2 separate regions of the Sus scrofa genome follow, and region 1 is linked to region 2. A link is a contact called in public HiChIP or PLAC-seq data. All regions are on one chromosome and are shown on one strand. The core of a region is the stretch at or near the end of the contact, and the rest is flanking DNA. Distances in the headings are between cores, read along the strand shown.

Region 1 (7,425 bases), core at 3,687-6,186, 580 kb after region 2:
GTGTACAAAAATCAAATGTGATCATTTCGTATATGTTTTAAAAACTGACAAATGGTGTAAGTGGCTGACATATATCCCATAAAATTATCTCACTAGCACATACTCACATATATATCCAAATTCATGATTAAGAAATATGAGTCAAGTTGAAAGCTTTAATTTACAGGAGTTCCCGTTGTGGCGCAGTGGTTAACGAATCTGACTAGGAACCATGAGGTGGCGGATTCAATCCCCGGCTTCGCTCAGTGGGTTAAGGACCCAGGCGTTGCTGTGAACTGTGGTGTAGGTCGCAGACGTGGTTCGGATCCTGTGTTGCTGTGGTGTAGACCTACAGCTGTAGCTCCAATTTGACCCCTAGGCTGGGAACCTCCATATGCCGCAGATGCCGCCCTAAAAACCAAAAAGAAAAAAAAAAAATCTTTAATTTACAAATCAGTGCTTCTCAAACAATAAGGTGCTCCGAGACCCTGGTAAAATGTAGATTCGGGCTCAGCAGGCCTGGGGTGGGCCTGAGAGTCTGCAAGACTCTTAAAGATCTCAGGAGATGTCACTGGTGTCCTCGGTTCACACTTTGAGCAGCAATGATCTCAGTAACATTTAGAATTAAACAATTAGGAGTTCCCGTCGTGGCGCAGTAGTTAACAAATCCGACTAGGAACCATGAGGTTGCAGGTTCCATCCCTGCCCTTGCTCAGTGGGTTAACGATCCGGCATTGCCATGAGCTGTGGTGTAGGTCACAGATGTGGCTTGGATCTAGCATTGCTGTGTCTCTGGCGTAGGCTGGCAGCTACAGCTCTGATTAGACCCCTAGCCTGGGAACCTCCATATGCTGGGGGAGCGGCCCAAGAAATGGCAAAAAGACAAAAAAATAAAAATAGAATTAAACAATTAAAAATGTAATCATACCAACTTGAGCTATTACTATACCAGTACTTAGTACAGAATAGCTAAGTCATCTGGAGGGTTGAGAAATAATGGAATTAGCACAAACAAATTTACCTGCATCTTAATTTTCCTGTTAAAGTAAGGATACTTTATAAATTAGTAAAAGAAAATAACCATTTATTCATACATCTTATTTTCAAGCACAGTGTTGTTCATTATCAAGAAGGAAAATATTCTATCTACACATTACTGTTCATTTGCACTGCCTGACTCCATTCCTTTACTGTTTGCTGAAGACACATTCAGTGTCCGGTATTATGTCAGATAATGGGATGTAAAGGAATAAAACAGGGTGCTTGCTTGCCCTCAAGGAATTGAGACTCTAGTGGAAAGAGATAAAGTTAAAACACTGAAAACAGAACACTAAAGAACTAAGAAAGACGCACTAAGACTCTTAGAGCCAAGATGTTTATAGACCTAGTGAGGGAGTCTTCAGGGAAGGGAGTTTTAACCACTGTTAAGTAAATACATCTCTGCTGCTACTCACCCTGGTACAAGCTACTTAGGAAGGAATTAGGTGGGCCAAAGAGACCTTGATTGCAAACCTGTGAGTTTCAGCCTGACGTTCTCATCTGAAATGCCCTATGAGTCTTCCCACATCTGGCATGGCTCTCCCAATTAGCACTCAAAAGGCCTCTTTCGGGACCTTATTTTCAGCTGCTGTAAAAGATCACTAAGCTCCCCAAATGCATTTCATATATGTCCAAAAAAAAAAAAAAAAAAAAAAAACTTGTTATTTTCAGATTAACCTAACTACAACCTCCAATAGGTTTGAAAACAGAAGACAGTGAAACAAACAGGTGTCTGCCTTGTCCGAAAGACAACGACTATCTTGAGAACAAACCTTGCCATTTTCATCCCTGGAATCCAATAAATAGGCCAACTTTTGCTCGTGGTAGAAAGCCAATCATTTTCTTTTGAATAAACGGCATTTCCAAAAGTGTATTCAAGAAACTGCAAGTAGCTCAATATAGCTGAAGGACTGGAAACATATGAGCACATGGCAGCGCAGATGAGGTTGAAAAGGGAGGCCACAGGTTTACCCTTATGAATGCCATTCTAAGAAGTATAGACTGGAGCTCCTGTCATGGCTCAGAGGATTCGGGTTGCATCCCTGGCCTTGCTCAGTGCGTTAAGGATCCTTTGCTGCCGTGAGCTGTGGTGTTGCAGACTTGGCTCGGATCCCGAGTGACTGTGACTGTGGTGTAGGCCTGTGGCTGAAGCTCCAATTCGACCCCTAGCCCGGGGACCCCCATATGCCAAAGGTGCGGCCATAAATAGATGGAAAAAAAAAAAAAAGTAGAGACCTTATCTCTTAGGACACTGAGGATTTTAAGAAAATGAGATTGGCACTTCAGAAGGATTATCCCCATATAATAAGGTGAACTGTGTTTACTGAGAAGAACACACTTATGAAACAGACCAGTGAAAAGATTACTACAGTATTTAGGTGGATAAAGACAGCTCTGCAGCACAGCACTCACAATGGAAACTTGTAGATGCTTCATATGAACTTTGAAATGAACTATTATTTTAAAAATAAAATCAATACTTGGTGACAGGCGCAAGTGGGAGATGGAGCAGGAACCCAGGAAGAAGATGACTCCCTGGTTCTTGGCTTGAGGCAACAGTGTGGTTATAACGAAGAGAAATACAAACACAAGAGGAGGAACAGTTTGGAGGGAGGACCGCACGCCAGTTTTAGACATGTTTGTAGCAACACCTAACTGACCTTCCCAACGCCAGGTTCTCCTCCCTGCACACTGCTATTAAACTAAACGTGCAAAAACTATTCTCCTACTTAAGAATGTATCCCGCCTCCCTATTTTTCAGAACATTAAATCTAAACACCACAGTTTTCAAGATCCTCCAAGGCCTATGCACCCTGTCTATACAAGCGTATTTCTTACCACAGTATTCCTAATAGCCTCCTTCCTCCGTTCTGGTCATCTTGCTGACCTCTTCACTGTGCTACCCACCCTGCTCACTCCCACAGTGGCCCGGGCTGTTGAATCACCTGGGATGACCTTCCTCTATCCTCGTTTACCTCAAGCTCAGGTATCACTCAAGGCACTTCAGCCATCATCCTCAGCCACCTCCAAAACTTCCATTTACAGCCTGGATCCTTGAGCTTTATTTAACTTATATCACATCCCAACATATTAGCTCCTGTGCATTACTTTGGTCTCCCCAAGGAGCCAGAACCCTACAACCTTGAAGGGACAGTGAGTGCCTTACATTTCTGTTATCTCAGAGCATGCAGCACGGTTCCAAGTTCAAAAGCTTTTTGTTCACTAAAGTAGAGTAGAATTTCAGGCCTATGTCTTTAAAAGTCAGCAACCTCACAGTTAAAACTGTCCCAACACTATGACTTCTGGTCAGTCTCCTGTTCCACAACTCGAAAATTAGGTTTCCAGTGTTTTCTTCCCTCTCAACCTCCCCCCACACCCATACTCCTAGGCCCTCCCCATACCTTTTTTTTGGGGGGGACACCACCATGACAATCCCCAGCCATTCCTCTATCTCACTACTCAAGATGACTCCTTCTTGTCCTGTTATTCATAACTCACCCTCAATTTACCTATCGACTCTCTCCATTTTGCTGCATCCTGCTCTCAACCTCACTGAATTAAAGCAAACAGAAGCAAGCCTTGCTTTACTACACCTTAAATGCCACCGGCTCTTCCTTTTGCCTGGAATGCCCTTCCTTCCTTTTTCCACTTGACGAATTCCTAATCATCTTTTAGGACCCGAATAAACTCCATCTCCTCTAGGAAACCTTTCCCAGCTTGCCCAGGCAAAAGAGACCATACCCACACCCTGATGCATTATTTGAATGATTTGTTGCTCTTCATGCTACACCTTTAGCTTTTAGAACCAGGACTGGTTTACAGGCTCAGCGCACTGCCTCACAGTCAGTGAGATGCCTAATAAACAAATGTCACTCCTTCGACAAATCAAACTTTAAGGCATGCAAGTGTAACAGACCCTCCTGACAACTGTCTTCTAAGGCCCCCATCGACTTGTAAAGAGAAACTTGTACTAGAGTGAAAGCAAAATTTTCACCAATGGTATTACCGGGAAGTCGCTGAACAGATCGTGCTTTCCAAGCACACTTTCAGCTCATAATATCAAAGTCACATACACGCTGCTTCTGATGCAAATCGTTTTGCCAAGATCCTCTGGGGTCTATGGCTAGTCACGCTATATATCACCGATCTCTAACAGCGCTCATATTCCCTTGAGGGATTTTTAAATCAATTGCCTAACGGACCTCACTACGTACAACTCTGAACAAGTCTCTGGGGGCCGCACAAGCCAGGGTTCCTAAGGTTAACAAAGCCTCGGCCCCGCACTACTCTGTTAAAATTCTGGAAGCAGCAGTTGCAAAAGCAGGTGCCGGGCCACTCACCTTCGAGGATGGACACGACGATGAGCAGTTGGTCGGACTTGGAGACCATGGTCGCGGTCGGCGGCCCACAGGCGGGGTCTGCTGGGAGGAAGAGGGGCCCGGGTGAGCTGCAGGTAGCCCGCCACCCACGGCAGGGCTCTGGGTGAGGCTTCCGTCGCCCGCCCGTGGCCCCAGACGCCCGGACCCAGCTCTGCGGCCCGCTTGTAGCGCGCCCGGCTTCCCGTCCCCAGGCTGACAGTCCACCCGCAACCGGGCCCCGACAGAAGACAAAAGCCACTCAGCAGCCGGCTGGGCCAGTCTGCAGGGAGAGGGGAGCCCGCCGCCTGAGCACCTTTTGCCGCCCGCGTAGCCGCTTTTCAAACGCCCGGGCAGCCGCCGCGGCCGCCACCGCGCCCCGCTTCCGCCTAGCAACCAGGCCCGCAGGCCCTGCGCGCAGGGGAGGCTGGAGGACAAAGGGTGATAGAGACCAGGGCAGTCGAAGATAGAACGCCCCTTAGCCGGCTTCCCTTCCTGGCCTTTTACGCTACGTTCCAGAGGTCTCGGGAGAAGACTAGCCATTACCTCACAGCGCCCCCTGCTAGCCGGATGGGGGAAAGCGGGCGATTTGGTGGAGAACAACTGCGCAGGCGCACTACTGCAGTAAACACTTCCTGAAGTTCCCCTGGGAGGAACGTGAATGCGCTGTATTCTCTGCTTTATGCCCTAAACAACCTGGAAATTGTATCAGTAGTCATTAAAGGAAAAACAAACAAACAAACAAAAACAACAATTAGGTCTGTTCAGGTCCCAAGTATCAACACTGCTTAGAAGTTAAGTTACAGAGCAATAATAATTTACATCTGAACTCTGAAATTGCTAAATTGTCCTCGCGCTGCAGCTCAAGTTTCCACGCCTTATAAACAAGTAGCGTCAATACGGTAATTACTGTAACGTTGGCAGTGACGTAAGCTCTCTGAGAATTTCCTGTGCTTTAGAAATTACCCTAAAACAAAAACATTGTCACGTGGGCAGTGAAATTAAAGGTATAGGGTTTTCTAACCCCGGACCACAAAGTAACTAATTAGCAAAATCAAGACCAGAAATTAAACAAGGCTGACAACCGACATTTTCCCTTTTCCACCCTTCTCCCCCTAAAACTTCAGGCATTATTTTAGAGAAGATTAAAAATCTTTTGGAGGTCACCTAGTTTGAAATTGGATCTTGGACGAGATAGGTGGGAGGGAAGAGGAAGAGAGTACAATTTCTCCTTCCCCACCTCCACCTCTGCTTTGTGCAGGGAGCTGGAGACCATACTAGATTACTTCTAAGACCCTTTCAGGGCATTCCCTGGTGGCCCAGCCGTTAAGGACGCAAGGCTGTGGCTGGGGGTTCAGTCCCAAGCCAGGGAACTTCATGCTGGGAGACCCAAAAAAAGAGGAGTTCACTCGCCTTGTGACTCAGTGGAAACTACCCCACCTAGTATCCACGAGAATGCGGGTTCCTTCCCTGGCCTGGCTCAGCGGGGTAAGCATCCAGCGTTGCTGTGACCTGTGGCATAGGCTGGCGACTACAGCTCCACTTGGACCCTAGCCTGAGAACTTCTATATGCTGTGCTGCCCTAAAAAGAAAAAAAAAAAAAGTGGAAGAATCTAAATCCTTTTCAGGACCCTTCAGAGGCCTCCCTGAGTGAAATAACACATTATGCCATATAAAATCAAAATAATGATCTACTTTGGGTTCATTGTTGAATGATACATTCTTTTGAGGAAAATATCAGACTCGAAAGTAGATAGAATAATGTAATGAACCTGTAGGTACCCACAACACAGCTCCAACAATTATCAGCTTAAAACCAATCATCTTCATCTGGTGCAGAGGAGCCATGATTTGAAGGAAATCCCTTATATATTGATTATTCTCTTTCAATATGTACCTCTAAAAAGAGAGACTTTTTTTAAACAATCTTAAAACGTCAGATACTTAACCACAAGTGAGCTATTGCATCTTAAAAGTTAACAGCAATTCCTTAATATAATTAAGTTGTCATGCTCAAATTTCCTTGATTGTCTAAAAATTTTTTTCAGTTAGTTTGTTCAAATCAGGACCCAAACAAGTTCCAGAATATAATGTATTTGGTTGATCTCTCTCTTGCCTCTTCTTCTCTAGAAGTACTAACTCCCACTTTTTTTTCTCTTGAAACTCTTCACTGAAAAAACTAGTCTTGTGTCCTACAGAGTTTACCACAGTCTAAATTTTGTTGATGCAATATCAGTGTTGTTATTTAATATATACTCCAATGAGCAGTCTAATATGTCTACATACTCAAAAAATAATAATGGGAGTTCCTATTGTGGTGCAGTGATTAATGAGTCCAACTAGGAACCATGAGGTTGCGGGTTCAATCCCTGTCCTTGCTCAGTGGGTTAAGGATCCGGCGTTGCCGTGAGCTGTGGTGTAGGTTGCAGACGCGGCTCGGATCCTGTGTTGCTGTGTCTCTGGTGTAGGCCGGCAGCTATAGCTCCGATTCGACCCCTAGCCTGGGAACCTCCATATGCTGCAGGAGTGGCCCAAGAAATGGCAAAAAGACAAATAATAATAATAATAATGGAGTTCCCTTCATGGCTCAGCAGAAATGAATCTGACTAGCATCCATGAGGACGCAGATTTGATCCCTGGCTTTGCTCAGTGGGTTAAGGATTCAGCGTTGCCATGAGCTGTGGTATAGGTTGCAGACATGGCTCAAATCCCAAGTTGCTGTGACTGTGGTGTAGGCCAGCAGCTGCAGCTCCAATTCGACCCCTAGTTTGGGAACCTCCATATGTCACAGGTGTAACTCTCAAAAGACCAAAAGAAAAAAAAATAAAAGCAAACAGAGTAACAACAAGCAAAAACAAGGTTACCAGGAGTGTAAAACACTACTTAACATTAAATGCTACACAAGGGAGGCCAAAGCACTAAGTATCTCCAGTGGAAAGAACACCCAGGAGATCAGAGTTTGGGACCTTCCTCTGCCATCATCATGCTGGGTGACCTTAAGCAAGTCACATAACTCTTTTAACTTCAGCTTCAGCTAGGCAATTACCATTGT
Region 2 (7,574 bases), core at 316-2,815:
GTAGTCTGTCTTGCTTCTGCTGTCTGCTCCCTGGTGGGTGAGGTTGCTCCAGGGGCTTGTGTAGGCTTCCTGGTGGGAGAGACTGATGCCTGCCCACTGGTGGGTGGAGCTGGGTCCTGTCTCTCTAGTGAGCAAAGGCTGTGTCAAGGGGTGTGTTTAGAGGTGGCTCTGGGCTCAGGATGACCTTAGGCATCTCTCTAGTGAGCAAAGGCTGTGTCAAGGGGTGTGTTTAGAGGTGGCTCTGGGCTCAGGATGACCTTAGGCAATCTGTCAGCTGATATGGCTCTATTCCCACTTCATTGGTTGTTTGACCTGAGGCTTCCCAAAACTGGAGCCTGTAGGCTGTTGGATAAAGCCAGGTCTCATTTCCAAAATGGTGACCTCTGGGGGAGTTCACCTCAATGATTATTCCCTGGGGCCTCTGCAACTAGTGTCCTGCCCCCAGAGTGAGCCATAGCCAACCTTTGCCTCCTTAGGGGACATTCCAAGACCCACAGGTAGGTCTGTCCAGATTCCTACGGAGTCACTGCTCTGCCCTGGGGCCCAGCACAGGAGAAACCTTGTGTGCACCCTCCAAGAGTGGTGTCTCTGTTTCCCCGGGCCCTGTGGTGCCCTTCAAAGCCAAATGCTCTAGGGGCTCCTCCTCCCTATACCAAACCCCCAGGCTGGGGAGCCTGACATGGGGCTCGGAACTCTTACTCCTGTGCGAGGATCTCTGTAATACAATTATTTTCCAGTTTATGAGTCAACCACCAGTGGGTATGGGATGTGATTATACTGCAAAATCACTCCTCCTACCATCTCATTTTAGCTTCTTCTTTGTCCTTGGGTGTAGAGTATCTTTTTTTTGGTAGGTTCCAGTCTTCTTTGTTGATGGTTGTTCAGCAGTTAGTTGTGAGTTTAGTGTTTTCATGATCGAAGGTGAGCTCAAGCCTTTCTACTCTGCCATCTTGTCTCCTTGCCTCATCAGTCCATGGAATGTTAGTGGGCGGGAAGTGAGAGGAGAGTGTCATCTGTGGGATCTGGCTTAGGCTCTGACTTTCTCCTCAGATGCTGCTTGTCCTTGGAGAGTAAGTAGACAAACTGAGCAGATCTGAACTCAATTTGGTCTGCAGCACATCCACCCTCAGCTGAATTCCTTCTTTTCTTGTTTACTCTGAGACACTTCTTTAAAGGGAAGTGACAATTTTTTTAGGCTTATTCTTTGGTGGTTGTTGGGCTGAACCCCACAGGCCTGAAAAGACTCTACTTGCCCAGCTTTAAGAATGAAGAAAGAGGAGTTCCCGTCGTGGCGCAGTGGTTAACGAATCCGACTAGGAACTATGAGGTTGCGGGTTCGGTCCCTGCCCTTGCTCAGTGGGTTAACGATCCGGCGTTGCCGTGAGCTGTGGTGTAGGCCGAAGACGCGGCTCGGATCCCGTGTTGCTGTGGCTCTGGCGTAGGCCGGCGGCTACAGCTCCTATTCGACGCCTAGCCTGGGAACCTCCATATGCCGCGGGAGCGGCCCAAAGAAATAGCAAAAAGGCAAAAAAAAAAAAAAAAAAAAAAAAAAAAAATGAAGAAAGAGCCCAGAGTCAGCGACAGAGACAGTGGTGTCTGATGGATGGGGACATTTACATGTCTGAAGCAAGGTCCTGGTATGACAGCTCATCATGTGGGGCAGACATCAGGGCAGGACATGGCAGCAATCTTCCCTCTCAACTTCTTCTTCTTCTTTTTCTTTTTTGGCCACCCCACAGCATAGGGAGTTCCTGGGCCAGGGATCAGATCCAAGCCACAGTCGTGACCAATGCTGCAGCTGTAGCAAACACTGGATCCTTTAATCCACTGTGCTGGGCTGGGGATGGAACCTGTGTCCTGGCACTGCAGAGACTCCACTCATAATGTCACACCACAGTGGGAACTCCTCAACTTCTTATGTATGTATTTGTCATGTATTTTTCTTAATGTTCTGAGAAGACAGCTGACCTGTCACAGATTGTAGAGTCATACTAAAAGATATGTAAGAGCATCGGGATAATACATTTGCCATGTTCTCTCACTGCAGTGCCATTCTTCTTTCCTTTATAGTGGTTGCCCACAGAACGTGATTAGAAATTTAGCTCTTCTAATTATTAGCCTGTAATTTCATAGCTATTTATCCTCTCTGAGCTTTAATTATGCCATCTGAAATAACCAAAATTATAACAATTATAGCTGAACTGCAAGACCCTCAAGAACATACCCGCATATTGAGGGCTTGCATATATTTTCAGCAAAGCAAAATTAAATTATACACAGTTAGTAAAATACAGCAAAAAAAAAAAAAGGGGGGGGGAGGATTCATTTGGACCACCTGTCAGATTTTTTTGGACTGATACATTTCTAACTTTTAACTCTAATGGGTAAATAGGTGAGCCATGCCAGATAAAAATATATATGTCAGGCTACTAGTAGTAGGCTGTTATCGTTTGTGCTATTGTATAAAAAGTATAATAAAAGCTTGATCAGTAATCTGTAGCTCAAAGCCCGAGGGGCAAATCTCAGCCCTCATCTTCCCCTCCCCCTTCTCTTTTCTCTTACAGGTAAAAAGATCTGTGTAGTTACTTAGACGCAGCATTTTAGAACTGAAGCAAGAAACCGGACTGTTTATCTCAGTGAGCCGCCGACCTTCGGGCTATGCATTAGAGCATGATTCCCAGGTTCGACAGCGAAGCAAAGCAAGGCACTGACCCTGGAATCGAAGGGAAACAGAAAAGTCTTCGTAAAAGTCGTGCAGGGTTCACGGCTCTTCATGGCAGCCGAGGGCTAAAAGGAAAATTTAACCAAAACAAAATCAAGAAGCTCTTCTACTCCTTGGCGTCTTGCAGTCTGTTCAGGGTGGTGTCTGGCAAACTGCAAATCCAGTGCACACTGGAGCCTCAAGGGCAGGGAGCGCCGGGGTGCGGCCCTGTCCCTGGCGCCCGACCGCAGTGGAGCGCACACCCCTTTTTTGCAGACTCACAGGTTTCCAGGCCCCGCCTCCTCTGGGCACTGCTGATCGCCGCGCTTTGGGCCCGGAATCCAGACGTCCAGAGCCCTACGCCCTCGGTTCCCCACACTGGGCTCCAGGCGGGGCCCTCCTAGAGCGCTGCGAGCGGCGGGGTCCGCAGAGGATCCGGGTCGGAGCCACGTAGCCTCCAGCTCCGTGGGGCTCGGGAAGGGAGGCGGGGCGGCCGGGCCGGGGGCGGAGTCGCGGCCGCGGCCGCCGCCGTGAGCCCGCCCCCTGCTCGCCCTCCCGGGCTAGCTGGCGCGGCCATGGAGGTCTACATCCCGTCCTTTCGCTACGAGGAGAGTGACCTGGAGCGGGGATACACGGTAGGCGCCGGCTGAGGCCGGAGAGGGCCCCGCGAGCCGGGCCTGCAGCTGCTGAGCCTCCGAGGTGCCTTCGGCCGCCGCCGCTGCCCCTGCGCGGGGTGGGGTGGGGGGTTCCCTCGCTCCCTTCCTTTCCCTTCCCCTCCCCCGGTCCTTTGGTATGGCTGCGCCCAGGAGTGGTTGTCAAGGAAACGGGCGCCCTCCTCCCTGGCGCTGGGTGCCGGGGTTTGGTCGCTTCCCCCTCCCAACCCCGCTCCCGGCCTCCCAGCAGGATCGCCGGGAGTCGAGTCCTTGGACGAGGTGCTAGGCACTCTCCCCGGCGCTTGCCCTCTGGAGCCCGGGATGGGCTGCGCTCGTTTCTGGCATAGCTGCCCCCTCTGTCCAGACAGAAGTGGCGTCGCGGTGGTTTGATGTTACGTTCCAAGTTCTGTAGGATTCATTCAGATGGAAAATATGCGCATTGAATAAATTATTCATTTGTGAATTTATTAGCCAAAGTGAACACATGTGTTGCATTTAGATGATTTCCAAAGTTTTATTTGTTTGGTTGTTTCTTTTTTCCTGGTTCTGTAGTGCCCTGAAATGGTAAAATCACGTACTCCCTGAGCACCTGTTCCATACCTAGAACTGAAGTTTGGCAGGAAATGAGAAACAGGGCCCCTTTTCTCAAGAATAGAGTCCCGGAGGGCAGAGACCAGGGCCTGGGACCTTTGGGTAATAAATTTAATAATGAACTGTACTGAAGTTGATTTCCCAATGAACTTAGACATCCTTATCTAGACATTTTTATCATTGCTATGGGGAGAAATGCCTCAGCCTGGGTAGACCTTGGAAAAATTTATTTCCATTTAAAGAACATGTATGTTTTGGAGAAGATCGCATGGGACGTCCTAAAGGATAGTTTATTTTCTTCACTTTTAATTCACTCACTTGCTAAACTCCAGTTACATTAGTTTGGCGTAAAAGTATTTTAACCCTTCTCATCCCTAAAAATTATTGGGTTTTGGTGACAGCTTATTTGGAAACTTGTGTTTTCATAGCATGGATTAAATCCGCCTCTCAAAGGAATTTTTAGAGTTAAGAGTAGTGATTGAAAAAAAAAAAATCCGAGGAGTAAGTGGGTTTCTAGAACTAAGTAGGCTCCTGGGTCCAAGTATGTAAAGTAAGTACTCAAAGTGCCTTCCCTTGGTGGGAAAACTTCAACCAAGGAAAAACTGAGCTCCGAGGCCATTATTTACATAAATAAATGAACTAGGTATTTGGTTATATATGCTGTATCTTCCTTTAAAGAAAAGGGGGTAGAGGGGACACAGTCTTCAAGGCCTTAGCTGCTGTGGCTTCCTTTGCCTGGCAAAGCAATAACGCTATCTTTTTCTCCATCAGAAAAAAGGGGGGGGAGGGAGTAGAGAGGAATGAACTTAAATTTGAACCTCTTTAAGGCTTTTTCCTCAGGCCTGAATCCTTGGTGGTCTTTCATTCTTTCAGGTGTCTCCCCTTTCCCATCAGCATCAACAGTCATGAAGGACTCTGCCAGCTTGAGGGCCTTCTTTTAGGATCTGGAGATGAAAAGGCGGCTTGTTAGGGGCCTTGATCTTTAGATGAAGGTGATCTCAGTGTTTTTTTTTTTTTTTTTTTTTTTTTTTTTTCCCTTTGTAATTATACAGCAAATATTTGCTGAATGAATGAACTTCTGTACGGTTACAAAATTATTGTGCCAAGGGTACAAAGTGTTCTCTTCAGAAAGGAAAAAAAAGTCACTTGCAGGAGATAGCTTAACAAAGGGTTTACCCACCTAAATGAATTAGTGTTTTTTTAAAAAGTAAACTTTTTAAAAAGCTCTCAGAGTCTCATCACATAACCCTCTCCTAACAACCCGGCTTACCAAGAAGGGGCTCCTTCCAAATCAGTTTGATTCACAACCTGGAAGCTGGCACATGGCTGGCCAAAATGGAAGTTATTAAAAGAAACACAGGAGTTCCTGTGGTGGCTCAGTGGTTAATGATCCGTTAGGAACCATGAGGTTGTGGGTTTGATCCCTGGCCTTGCTCAGTGGGTTAAGGATCTGGCATTGCTGTGAGCTGTGGTGTAGGTCACAGACATGGCTCGGATCTGACGTGGCTGTGGCCTAGGCTGGCGGCTACAGCTCCGATTAGACCCCTAGCCTGGGAACCTCCATATGCCGCAGGTTATAAAAAAAAAAAAAAAAAAAAAAAAAAGGTACAAAAACTTTGGATTAAAACATAGCTCCGCTAATAGAAGAAAATCAGTAGTTTTGATCTCTCTACGTGCTTACTAGGGAAGATAATTAACTTTTATCGGAGACTACTAGGATCACCTGCTCCAAAAGACCGTATAGAGTATCTGCTGTGTCTCTGTTTTAGGTGCTGGGAAGTTAGCATTGAATAACATTTCATTAAAAAACAAAAGCCAAAAAAACCCAAGTGTTCCGTTGGGGCTTAGAGGAAACGAATCTGACTAGTCATGGATACTAGTCAGATTCGTTTCCAAGGACCCAGGTTCAATCCCTGGCCTCCCTCAGTGGGTTAAGGATCCTGCATTGCTGTGAGCTGTGGTGTAGCTCAAAGATGCGGCTCAGATCTGGCGTGGCTGTGGCTGTGGCATAGGCTGGCAGCTGTAGCTCCAATTCACCCCTTAGCCTGGGACCTCCATATGCATCAGGTACGGCCCTAAAAAGACACACACACACACACAAAAAGCTGAGAGAGAGAAAAACAGAATTTAAAAAATCTCAGTTCCTTAAACAAGAAACTGGTAAAATCATGTGTTCTTTAGTATAAAAAGTACCTTTTGACTTTAGTGGTTTTGTTTTAAATTTAATGAGTATTAAATTGCATTCTAACAAATTCAGTGATAGGAAATTTTAAGTAGAAAGGATGGTTTTTCTTCCCGGCTTCTAGTCTCATGCCCTCAGACATAAAGTATAGGGGTGCTTTCTTTGAGACTTTTCCCCCTATGCTATGAAAATGTATTTTGTTTTTCTTTTTTAGAATAAATAGCATGATTTCACTATTACCGTCATCCTACAACTTAGGGGTATCTTTCTCTGTCAATATGGATAGGTCTGTCTCCTCCTTTTAGCTACTAGCAAAGGATCTTGCATAGAAGAAATTCCCCATAATTTGTTTACATGGATCTCTTTTGATGGCCACTGACATTTGCTTCTAGTTTTTAGCAACCACACTGAAAGTTGAAATAAGACATCCCTTGCAGTTCCCATGGCTCAGTGGTTAACTAACCCGACCAGTATCCATGAGGATGAGGGTTCAATCCCTGGCCTTGCTCAGTGGGTTAAGGATCCGGTGTTGTCGTGAGCTGTGGTGTAGGTTGCAGATGGGGTTTGGATCTGGTGTTGCTGTGGCTGTGGTATAGGCTGGCAGCTCCTATTCAACCGCTAGCCTGGGAACCTCCATATGCCTCGGGTGCAGCCCTAAAAAGACACACACACACACACACACATATCCCTGTGCATACTTTGTTAATGTCCACACACACACACACACACACACACACATATCCCTGTGCATACTTTGTTAATGTCTACTCCTAGGATTTCTGTAGGACATTACCTAGAAGTGGTACTTGAGGCCTTCTAAGTTTTTATCGGTATTGCTGCATTGTTATTGAAAAAGTTTATACAAAGTTATGCTCAATGTACAAAGTAATTTACTTCTAAAGAGTGAATTTTTGCCCTCTGAATATTGACATACTTCTGGGTCTACACTGGTGTTAGGTGGGGATTGCCAAGTGGAAGGATGTTGTTTCTGTTCTTAGGGACTCTCAGCCCCTAGCAGGGTGGGGAAGGGTTAGGGTGTGTGGGTTTCAGCTGGAGTCTTGAGGAGGGACCCGGCCATTCTGCTTTGCCTTAGGGGTGTGTGCTGGCCGTGGAGCTGGGGGAGGGCTGCTCAGGAATGCTGACTTTTGAAATTTGATGAGGGTTTTCCTGAGATTGTGAATTCTAGAAAGAGGAAGGGTGGGGCAAAGTTTGCTCTCAGGAAAAAGACGTTCTCATCTAAAACTCCAGATTAACAAAAAAAAAGAAAAAACCCCCAAACCAACCAAACAAAAAAGGGCTACTTCCAAATCATCTTAGTTCACAAAGAATTAAGAGAAAAATACTGTAACAAAATGCAGGTGAATCTTTCCCATCCCACCCCCTGCTCCGTAGTGTATCTGTTGAATACCTCTTTCCCTGCTAGGCTGAGCGCTCCTAGAGGCTAGGA

The links. HiChIP or PLAC-seq counts read pairs in DNA pulled down with a chosen protein or histone mark.
Region 1: a contact with region 2 is called in an H3K27ac HiChIP or PLAC-seq map of alveolar macrophages. The contact joins the promoter of CEP120 here to the promoter of SNX24 in region 2. A contact is called at or near these places in 1 of 47 Hi-C or Micro-C datasets (liver) and 1 of 2 datasets of contacts at active chromatin or transcription factors (alveolar macrophages).

Annotation. Positions count from the first base shown.
Region 1 is chr2:126,925,181-126,932,605 of Sscrofa11.1, forward strand. CEP120 (centrosomal protein of 120 kDa) reads right to left here and starts at 4,937. Exons shown (of 21, transcript XR_002341873.1): 1 at 4,690-4,937; 2 at 4,359-4,436.
Region 2 is chr2:126,346,715-126,354,288 of Sscrofa11.1, forward strand. It overlaps SNX24 (sorting nexin-24), which reads left to right and starts at 1,566. Exons shown (of 7, transcript XM_005652942.3): 1 at 1,566-3,336. The coding sequence starts at 3,277.